Regions from separate parts of the Ovis aries genome. Here region 1 is linked to region 2. The links are chromatin contacts, called in public Hi-C maps. All regions are on one chromosome and are shown on one strand. The core of a region is the stretch at or near the end of the contact, and the rest is flanking DNA. Distances in the headings are between cores, read along the strand shown. Region 1 holds the start of LOC101102428 (cytochrome c oxidase assembly factor 8). Region 2 has its middle 19 kb from the start of CKB.

Region 1 (4,844 bases), core at 2,150-4,649, 53 kb after region 2:
ATTTGCTAAAATCATTAAATACTGAGATTGATAAACGCATGTATAAATCACATTCAGGCTCAGCGAACTGAAAGCTCTCTGCAGACAAACGGATGTGCGCATAAAGTGCAGAACCAGAGTCAGGAGCCGCGGGCTCTCTCTGGCTGTTCAGTACTCCCACTCGTCCGACTTCAGGTCCAGGTAGCTGAGGATGTTCTGCGCCAGCTTCACGGCCTGTTTCCGGGCGGCCTTACACTTCTCCTCACCCTGCGGGTCCACCGCATCCAGGGTGAGTAGCTGCTTGGTGAGCAGCTCTTCCAGGCGGATGTAGTTCTTGTCGGTTCGATTGCCGTCGAAGGAGAGCACTTCGCCCTGGATCTCCGACAGGTTTCCCAGTACGTCCCAGACCGCCTTGTGTGAGGGGTGCTCCTCACAAGCCAACAGCTTTCTTTTTTCCAGGGCTTCCTTCAAGTCAATGTAAGTGATGAGGGTCTGCACTTCAATCACTGCTCTTCTCCGGGCTTCCCGGATGCAGGGGTTTTTTTCAAGACTCACCTCATCCAACTGTCCGATCAGACCCTGTAGTTCTGTTTTGGCGCTCAGGTACAATTCAGGAGGATTCTGTGCTTGGAGAAGTTCAGTTTTGATTTCTCTCATTCTCTTGAGGACCTTTTCTATTTTCAGAATGGAATGGTTCTGTCCTAGGTCAAATGCGTACGTGGTGTCTGCTTCCTCTTCTAAGTCCAAGTATCTCAGTAACTGGTTGATATCTTCCACGACCTCCTTCCGATAGTTTCTGATCTCTGTGCGGCCGCACACATCGAGAGCATCCAGGTCAGCCATCAGCCCCGAGAGCACACAAGATAAGTGCCTGCATGTCTCCTTGTTGTTCACGCCCATCAGAAGGGCAATCAGTGTGCCTCTAGTCTTGTTCACTTCACACATCACAGAGTTGATCTTGGCCACAGAGGGGTGCGCGTCCTCAGAGAGCGGCAGGGAAGGCTGCCTCTTCGTGCAGTTCTCGATAATCTCCTGCACGGCACATATTTTGGTTAAGGTGTGATACCGTGCTTTCCGCAGGGAGACCTTACCTCCGGTCTTGACATGTGTCAGCCTCAAAATGACATCCTGGATGCCTTCCTCAAACTCATCAGTTACACAGTTGCCTCCACTATAAAACGGCACAACCTTCTCTTTCACCAGGGCCTGTGCTTCTTCAAAAATGTTCTGTATTTCGAGCCGGTGTGGGTGGTTCGCATTCTGCTCCAACTCTTTGAGAAGACGCTCTGTCTCTTGTGCCGCCCTCTTCCTGGCTTGCTGAATATCTCCTTTTCCTTCAGTATCTACAGAGTCTATTTCGAAAAGCTGTTTGGTGAGAATCCTCTCCAGTTTCTTGTAATTCTTGTCATCTGACAGACCACTGAAACCAAGTACTTGCTGTTCTATGCTTTTCACCTCCTTTTGAATTTCCTGAAGCCTGCTAATAGAAGGGTGTTGGTTTCCCATCTCCATACTTTTGTTGTGTTCAGTTTCACAAGCACTAAAAGATGACAAAAATAACTTGTTACACCACAAAGCCTGAAGAATGGTACTTGTGTATTAGTACCTCATTCTAAAAAGATATGCTTACGAAAGGGCCTGTTGTCACTGCAAGCCAAAGACCACACTTCAGGACAGAAAGCAGAGTCTATCAACCCCTCTCCCGCAAGCAACCTCCATATGGCAGTGACTGAGACTGGGTCATTGCAGTGTGGAAGGGAAGCTGGAGTGCTGGGCCTGGGAACCTCAGTTTTCCTCAGTTGTAAAAGAGAGCAGCGTGTGCCTACGTAAGTATGGCATGAGGTTGAGCTGTCAGCTTGGAAAAAGCACCAGCACCTTAGGTCTTCACAGTGGAAGCTGCTTCTTGGCAAGAGAAGGGCACCTTTGTGGAAAGTAAACCAGTAGCTCTTATAACCTTCCGGGCCTTTGGGGGGCATCTAAGCACTCCCACCCGGCCTGCTGCTGCTGCTGCTAAGTCGCTTCAGTCGTGTCCGACTCTGTGCGACCCCAGAGAGGGCAGCCCACCAGGCTCCCCTATCCCTGGGATTCTCCAGGCAAGAACACTGGAGTGGGTTGCCATCTCCTCCTCCACCCACCCGGCCTAGCTTCCCGTAAAAGGAACTGAGCCACTGAAACAAACAATGGGGTTCGCGGGCACTCGCGGAAGTCCCCGTTTCTACGTGCCTCTCCACCCGTTAGACACTTCCAGAAAGACGCCCTGTTTCTCGCCACACCCTTTGTGGACCTCATAAACTTCCTTGCAGAGGCTTGAATTCCACAGGGAAGGCGCCTGGCATTATGATAAAGGCACTAGCTTGGGCTTTGGAGGCCTGGTACCCCCTAGGCCCTGTTATGCTCCCCCCTCCAAAACACACCGCAAGACAATGCGACAACGATGACTAACTCATTCATCAGCCTCCCATTAAGGCTCGAGTGGCTTAATGCATTCCCCCCGCCCCACCCCCCGCCCACGTTCTTGGGTTTCTTTCAAACGCTCACGGGCGGGGGATGGATGCTCAATCGAAACTAATCCCCTGCCGGTGTCCGAGCCAAGAACGCGCCTCCGGAGAGGCCCGGAGCGGCGGGCTGCCTCGGTTCTTTCCTGCCCCCTCGCCCTGCCCTCCCGGCACTTTACCCAGACGCGGTCTAAGCGGGCTTGGTCTTGGCGTCCCGCGGGTGAAGTGGCCAGGTGGTAGGTCAGCCCTTTACGGGGTGCGGCACCGGCGCCGGGCCCCAAGCTGCATCCCTCTCAGCCCTCCCGGCTAGGTCTGGTCGGGGCAGCCGGTGAAGGGGCCGGCGGTGGCGGCGGCAGCTACTGGCCGCGGCGGCCGCTCCGGGCGTCTCGCCCGGACCCCACGACGCACCCGCCGGCCTGACCTCACAATGGCCTGCGGGGGAGGGGGCGGGCGCGCTCGGCCGGGCCGGGCGAGCCGACGGGGAGGGAGGGGACTCGGGCCCGGCCGGCTCCGGACCCGGGAGACGGGGATCGTCCGGGACCGCCCGCGCGGAGGGAGAGGGTCGCGCCGCGGCCGCCCGCGCTCACCTGTGCCGCCCGCGCCATGGCGCGCCTCGCCGCCGACGCCCTGCGACTCCGCAGCTCCCGCCGTCGCCCCGGGCCCGGCCGAACACCCGCCCCCCCGCCTCGGGAAAAACGTCCTCCGGCGTCCGCGCCGCACTTCTCCCCTGGCCGAGCCCGCCGCTGGCCGCCCGGCGCAGAAGCCGCCGAGGATGGCAGCTCCCGAGGAGCCGCGGCCCTGACGCGCCGTCAGTCCAACCCCTCAGCCTGTCAGACGCCGGGCGAGCGCACGGTCCGCCGCGCCGTGCCCTCCCGCGGACTTTGCGACGGTGCCGTAAGGTAGCGCCTCGCGACGTCGCGACTCTGCCGTGCGGCGCGGGAGTCGGCGGAGGGCAGCTATGGCGGCCCGGCGGCCGGCGAGGAGGCTCGTCGTCACGGCTCTCTGCCGCGCCTTCTCAGGCCGCGGCTGTCAGCTCGCCCCCGAGCGCGGCGCCGAGCGCAGGGATGCGGCGCCGAGCCGGGTGAGTGAGGTCCCTGGAGAGGCCGGGCCGCGCCCCCCAGGGACACCTGTGGTGGCGTCCCCCGCGTCGGCGGAGCTCCCCAGGAGCGGGGTCCCTGAGCCGGCGCGGGCCGGGCCCCCGGCGCCCCGCCGCGCGGACACAGGCGGCGGGGAGAGTGGGGCAGTCCCGAGCCTCCGAGGCTCCTGCGTCGCCGCCACCCCAGGGCTCTTGACAAGTAGGGGCAGAGTCCGCGAGCAAGTTGATTTGTGCCGAATTTCTCGTCGAGGATAATTAGTCTCTATGGTCAAAGAGCTCTTGATATGCACAGAATGTGCGCGCCAGCGCGTTTGGCTGCATGTAGACTATTAGTGCTTTTCTTCAAGTGGTGGCAGACTTTACTATCGCATTTCGTAGGCTCATTCAACACGTTGAACAGTTCTAGTTTGGAAACGGTGTGTGCATACATCCCTGTTCCTAACCAGAGGTCCCCAAAGATGAAGACCTGCAGCGGCAAGGAGTGGCAAGCAGTTTTTAGAAGTTGCCCCGCTCTGGGGAAGGATGTTTTAGTTTGAGGGAGCCCTAGACCTTCATTCCAGCTGTCATATGAAAATATGGGCTAACGGCTTGGAATGGGCTGCAGATAGAAAGTTTAAGCCAAGTTAAATCTAAATACTAACACTTCGTTTGCCAACAGGCTAAGGAGGGAGGCTGGAAAGCATCCTTTAAACCATCCTTAAAGAAGGACTAAAAAGAGCCTGTTAATTCCAAAGCATGCCTGCCTGTTAGCAGGGCAGCTGGTCACTGGGATCCCAAGCCTCTGGTTCAGTTCCCCGATTGAGTGGCCACAGCCCTTGACTTCTATTCCTAGAACATAAAATGCACTCAGCATCCCACTCTTTGGACAGAAAGATACTCAACAGGTATCTGAAAATGCTCCGGAAGGGCAGACAGCTGCCCGCAGGACGGGGCCTTAGCCCAGCTTAGTTTGTGAACAAGCACTGGAAAAAAGAAGAGCGCCCACACAGGTTTCTCCACTGACCCCCAACCTTTTGTTGAAGTAAGTCTTACCGTGGGTCTGCTCCTTGAGACGAGCTCCGTCTTAGGTTTTGCCGGCCGGGTGACAAGCCGGTGCACACCTGTGAGACTGCCTCCACCTGTGAAGGCGATGATGCTGAAAGGGAAGCAGCTGACCCATGAGTCACACCTTCCCAGTTCTAGCCTTATGACTTGTGTTTTTCTTGGGCTGTGTTCCCCATTATGCGAGGTATTGGCTGGGACATTAAAGAACAGTTCTTTCCTCAGGGAAATGT
Region 2 (4,831 bases), core at 1,556-4,055:
TTTCCAGGCAAGAGTACTGGAGTGGGTTGCCATTGCCTTCTCCGTCTTATTCCTCAAAATAAGGCTTACCTCCTAGTTAGGTTGACTTCCCACTCATCTAGATCAGGCACATTGGGGGAACCAAGACAACATTCTTTAATGGCAGGCCTTGTCCTCAAACTGTCCTTTTCATTTCCAAAAGTGAAGACCCGTGCAGAAAACTGTTAGGAAACATGACTGAAACTTTCAGAAGAACAGCTGTGAGCGCTGTCACAGCATATTGCTCCAGAAACCTAGAGATGATGATGTTTAAAAGAAAAATTTCCCTCTGTGCAGTATGAACAAGTTACCATTGCCATGGAAACCGTCCCTGGAACACCCTCTCCCAGCAGTTCTTGCTCAGTGAGTGATACTTGTTGACCATGGGATCCACGGAGCTCGTGTGGCTCTGTGAGCAGCATCGGGGACGCCGGGGGGGGGGGGGGGCATGTATGTGAGGCCCTGCCTCCTGGTCCGGCTCAGGCAAGAGGGGCAGCAGGCATAGGAAGAGCTTGGAGTGCAGGGCCCAGAACTTTGCTCTTTTGGGTTTTGTTGTTGGAATGGGTTTTATTACTAATTGGCTGTGAAATCCTTTAGACAGCTCAGCAGCCCTTTAAGTGGGGAGAAAAGTGGTAGCTTTGAAGGGAGCAATGTGAAGAGCAAGGCATGCCTTGCAGGCGTTCTGATGGTGCACAGGTGAGTCTAGGTGGGTCTATCCCCCAGCTGTCCCCGCCAGTCCACGAGGAGGCCAGAGGCCAGCAGCTCTGTGAATTGGTCTTGGTTTGCCTCTTGAGAGAGCAGAGGCCAGCCAGAGGTGACAGGAAACCTGGGCCTCACTTGTGTCCCCAGGGGAGGGAGCTCAGCGGGCAAGGGGGGCATGTGGAAAATGGGTTTTGCTGGGAGAGCCTGAGACTTTTCTTCAGTTTGGGCCCAACTCTCGGGACGCTGAGTGCAGGGATGGCCTTAGGGCCCAGGATGGATAGTAGACGGGGCATTTCGAGGAAGCCTGTGTGAGCTCAGAAGTGAATGTCCTCTGCCAGGAAGTGGGCCACTGGCCACCGTGGGCCTCTGCCTGCTCCTTGCCGTGGCGGGGTTGGTGCCACCAGGGGGTCCCAGGCGGAGCAGGCAGGGACTGGGGTCCTCAGAGCCCTGTTCAGACGTGGGTCGGGCAGCATGCCCTCGCGTTGTATGCCCTGCGTCTGGGTGGCCTGTTTCCAGATCCCAGCTTCTTAACCTCAGCATTCCTCCCCCAGAAGGTCGGCATGTTTGAGGTGTCTCATGCTGGGATGCTGGCTGGGGCCCCCAGACGGCACGTGCAAAGCAGGGCTTCTGGCAGCTGTCTGGAGGTCAGCAGCTCCCCAGGCTCAGGCCCTGTTAGGCGGGAACACGGGCTAGTCCTCGTCTCTCCCCTCCCGGCTTGCCCAGAACGCAGAAGTCCCTGAACAGCGCTCTCTGGTGCTTAGGAGGGGACCTTTCCCTGCCTGCAGAGACTTCGTGAAGACAATCCCCCCGTGTCTATAAGGCTCTGGGCTCAGAGCCCGCTGTGAGAAAAGTTGATAGGCCCTTTGCCAGTGTGCCCAGAGGACAGGGAGAAGCGGTGGGCCAGGTGTGAGTGCCAGGCAGGAAGCTGAGGACGCCTCACCACTGGACTCGAGTCTCCTCCGCCGCCGATGCCGGCCACTCCCAGGCCTGCCTGCCCCGCGCAGCCCTCGGTGGCCAGTGTGCCTTGCCACCCCGACAGCTAACAGCAATCACAGGCTTCTCTTGTCTGTTTGCTGTTACTAGACTGTAAGCCCCATGGGGTTTCCTTCCTGTAACCCAAGGGCCTAGCGTGGTGCCTGGTACATAGTACAAAAGAGGTATTCATTGGCAACAGTGACGGAGCACGGGCCTGAGGGTCTGGAACACAGGAGGCGGCTGTTCTGAGTCTCCCCCTGAGCCGCCTCTCCCCCGTCGGCCCAGGCTAAGACAGGCTGACACAGGCCACAGCTGCAGGAAGCGGTGTTTGGTCCGGACAAGGCCCATCCTGCTTGATCTCCAGCAACTCTCTGGGCCCTTCCTGTGTTGCAGACGAGGCCCGGCGGTGAGGTGAGAATGGAGCCCGCGGTCCCGCTTGGGCCGGTGCTCTTTGCTCTCCACCCGCCTGCCTGTACTGATGCCTGTGTCGTGTCATTCAGCCCAGACATGCAGGTTCCTGCAGACGCCAAGGAGGAGGCCACCTGGTGAGAAATCGGCCATGAGATGCAAACCTTCAAACTGAAATGCTTGGGTGAGCGCCTTACTCTGGGCCTGGCCGTGTAGCGTCGCTCGGTCAGCATGGCATTTGGGTTTCAGTCCCTTGAAAGAGTAGTGACCTGAGGCTCGCCAGCGTGTGAGGTGTGTTCAGTCAGGAGGTTAGTCAGGATTTGCTTAGGCATTAACAGTGGCCCCCACCATTACCTCTGTTTAGAGGTGGCCCCCACCATTAACTCTGATTAACACTGGCCACCACCAGTTACCTCTGACTGCTTAGTCACAAGCCAGAGCCTCCCGCAGAGCAGGGTCACCCTGGGGTGGAGGTTAGACCAGACCACACTGGCCAAGACGACCCAGTCTCAGGGTGACAGCAGGGGCCACTGGGGCCGGATCGACGGGTCTGCTGCCGTCAGCATGGGTTTGGTTGCCTTGTGGATTTTTTGCTGTGGCTTTTTTGTGGCTGGCCACGTGACAGGGCTGAGTGGTTATATGCTCTGAGGTTCTCATGCCCGCCCCAGCTCCCTGGTATTCATCCCTGAAGTTCTGACTGCGGTGATACACAGAGCCGGCGGAGCATCCCTCCCCAGCCTGTGCTGTGCCTCCTTCCTGCCCCCTCTCCGCCCGCCCTCTTAGAAAGGAAGCCTGCAGCTGCTCATCAGCAACTTCTGCTCTGGGGGCCTCCGGTGCCCGGGTCTGTGGGGAGTTCCGGCGGCTGCTGCGTCTTCCTGACGTGTCGCAGCTTCCTACACTGCCCTGGCGCTCTCCTCTCCTCCGCAGCCTAATGCTCCAGGCTCCAGTGTTTGAAAATCAAAACTGTACCCCTTCCCTGAGTGTCACCACTCCAGGCGATACCGGCCTGGTTCTTTTCTGGTGTTTCAGGACAGGATGGGGAGAGTCTCTCGTCGTCTCTACATTTGTATGTTCACTTAGCAACACTCACACTAGGGGGTTCAAGGTGGGACAGCTGCTCTCAGAGGGCCCTTTGCTGAGCTCTGAGGATCCAGCCATGTTCTCTAGAAGGTTCCCTCACAGGAAGAGGGACACAAGCACAGCTGCGAAGCCTGGCATGGCCAGTGCTTTGTGAAGGGACGCCAGGCTCAGGGCTGAGCAGGAGCTCAGGTGGAGATGAAGGAACAGCCGGACACCCCAGGTAGCCCAGTGGAAGGGAGGGGCTGAGTAGCCTGCGCCAAGGCAGGCACAGCGGACTCACTGCGTCCCCGAGTCGTGGGGCGAATGTCAGGGCAGCAGTGGGCTCAGCGCCGCTCTGTTCCGTTGAGGGGACTCGGGTTCAACACTTCTTAGGGAGTGACTTGAGAGGCTTTGGGGCACAGTGCTGCTTCCAGACCAAATCAGACCCTGCTGCCCCAGGCAGCCCCATGCTGGGGGCCATACAGGAGGTATCCAGTGTGGTCCTCCCGCTGTTTGCGGAGCGAGGGCTGCACTGGCTGCCTGTCCCCCTCGGGAGGGGCAGGTGTGAATCCATTCCCACGCAGGCGTGCTCTGCATGGAAGGAAGCCGGGAAGCGGGAGCGTATGCAGTCAGTCCTCCGTGTGGGACCAGGAGGACTTGGTAGAGGGGCCCCTGGGGATCGTGTCCCAGCACCAGAGCTGCGGCCCACTCCACCAGCCCCAGACGCACCCCTTTCCCTAAGGACCGTGTGCTGGCCCCTCTGTCGGCCTGCAGCATCCAGCCCCACTGGCACCCGCTGCCTCCTATCTTTGGTGTCCTCCCCTTTAGCCCGGCTGGCTTCTCTCTGCAGCCCCAATGCCCTGGGTCCCTGGGTCCTCTCCCCTCCTTCTCTGAGCTCTGGAGACTCCGCATGGGCTTATCTTGTGGCTTAGCCTGTGAGTAGAGGGTGGGAGTCGTGTTATCCTGAAAGAGCATGCCGGACGTCCTCTTGTCTTGACCTCGCTGAGGATGTAGGGTGTGTTTTGCTGGGTTGAGTTTCCTAGTCTCGAAGTATTAATGAATTGAACCAAAACACTGGAACGGGACTAGAGAGGCAAAGTTGTGTTAGCGTCCTTCGTTGATGCTGGAGAATAGAGGAAAGACGTCAGCACCTGCATCCTCTCTAGTCTCGAGGAAGCGGGAGGAGGCAGCACCCTGGCCCCCCCTGCTCAAGGCGCTTCCACTCTGAGACAGACACTGCCCTGGTGCTGTGACTGTTGGTGTTACGTGCGAGTGGCCCCTGTCAAACAGTCAACACTTTCACGTGTGGATGAGTGTGGACCACCTTTACTATACTCTTCTGAAATTGTGATTCTCTTTGAAATGTTGGGCAGTTGATGGGTCAAAGTGTTGACAAAAGTAGACTTTTTACTCCATTGGAAACTTGATAGTTCGTTTATTTCCTAAATGGTACATTTCTAAAATAAGCAGGGCATGTATTAACACAGACCACCTGTACCAGACAGAGGAGCAGCCCAGTTTGGGTGGGGTGGGATGAATGGGGAAAGACCTAGAAGCTGACCCCGCAGCCAGCATAGGATGACATGCACGGAGAAGGATGGCTGAGGCCCTTCTTTTCCGTTTAGTGAGGGAGCAGGTTTATTCAGGACATACTGTTGAAAAGCAGAGA

The links. Hi-C and Micro-C count contacts between places; a contact is called where the count stands out from the background.
Region 1: a Hi-C map of mesenteric adipose tissue shows a contact between it and region 2, with 2.5 times the contacts expected there. The contact joins the promoter of LOC101102428 here to the enhancer-like site in region 2. A contact is called at or near these places in 9 of 16 Hi-C or Micro-C datasets (blood, hypothalamus, liver and 4 more).

The regions. Positions count from the first base shown.
Region 1 is chr18:65,927,233-65,932,076 of ARS-UI_Ramb_v3.0, forward strand. It overlaps LOC101102428 (cytochrome c oxidase assembly factor 8), which reads left to right and starts at 3,400. Exons shown (of 5, transcript XM_027957448.2): 1 at 3,400-3,555. The coding sequence starts at 3,433. It overlaps BAG5 (BAG cochaperone 5), which reads right to left and starts at 4,692. Exons shown (of 2, transcript XM_042235573.2): 1 at 4,603-4,692; 2 at 1-1,519. The coding sequence starts at 1,491. The coding sequence ends at 148.
Region 2 is chr18:65,874,921-65,879,751 of ARS-UI_Ramb_v3.0, forward strand. No RefSeq gene overlaps it. Among named protein-coding and RNA genes, the nearest start is that of CKB, 19 kb to the right of the region's middle. Within about 2 kb of position 2,806, at least 15 of the 54 cell types and tissues checked have an H3K27ac peak or open chromatin away from gene starts, as enhancers often do. A contact at or near this core is called in hypothalamus and liver, where this site is marked.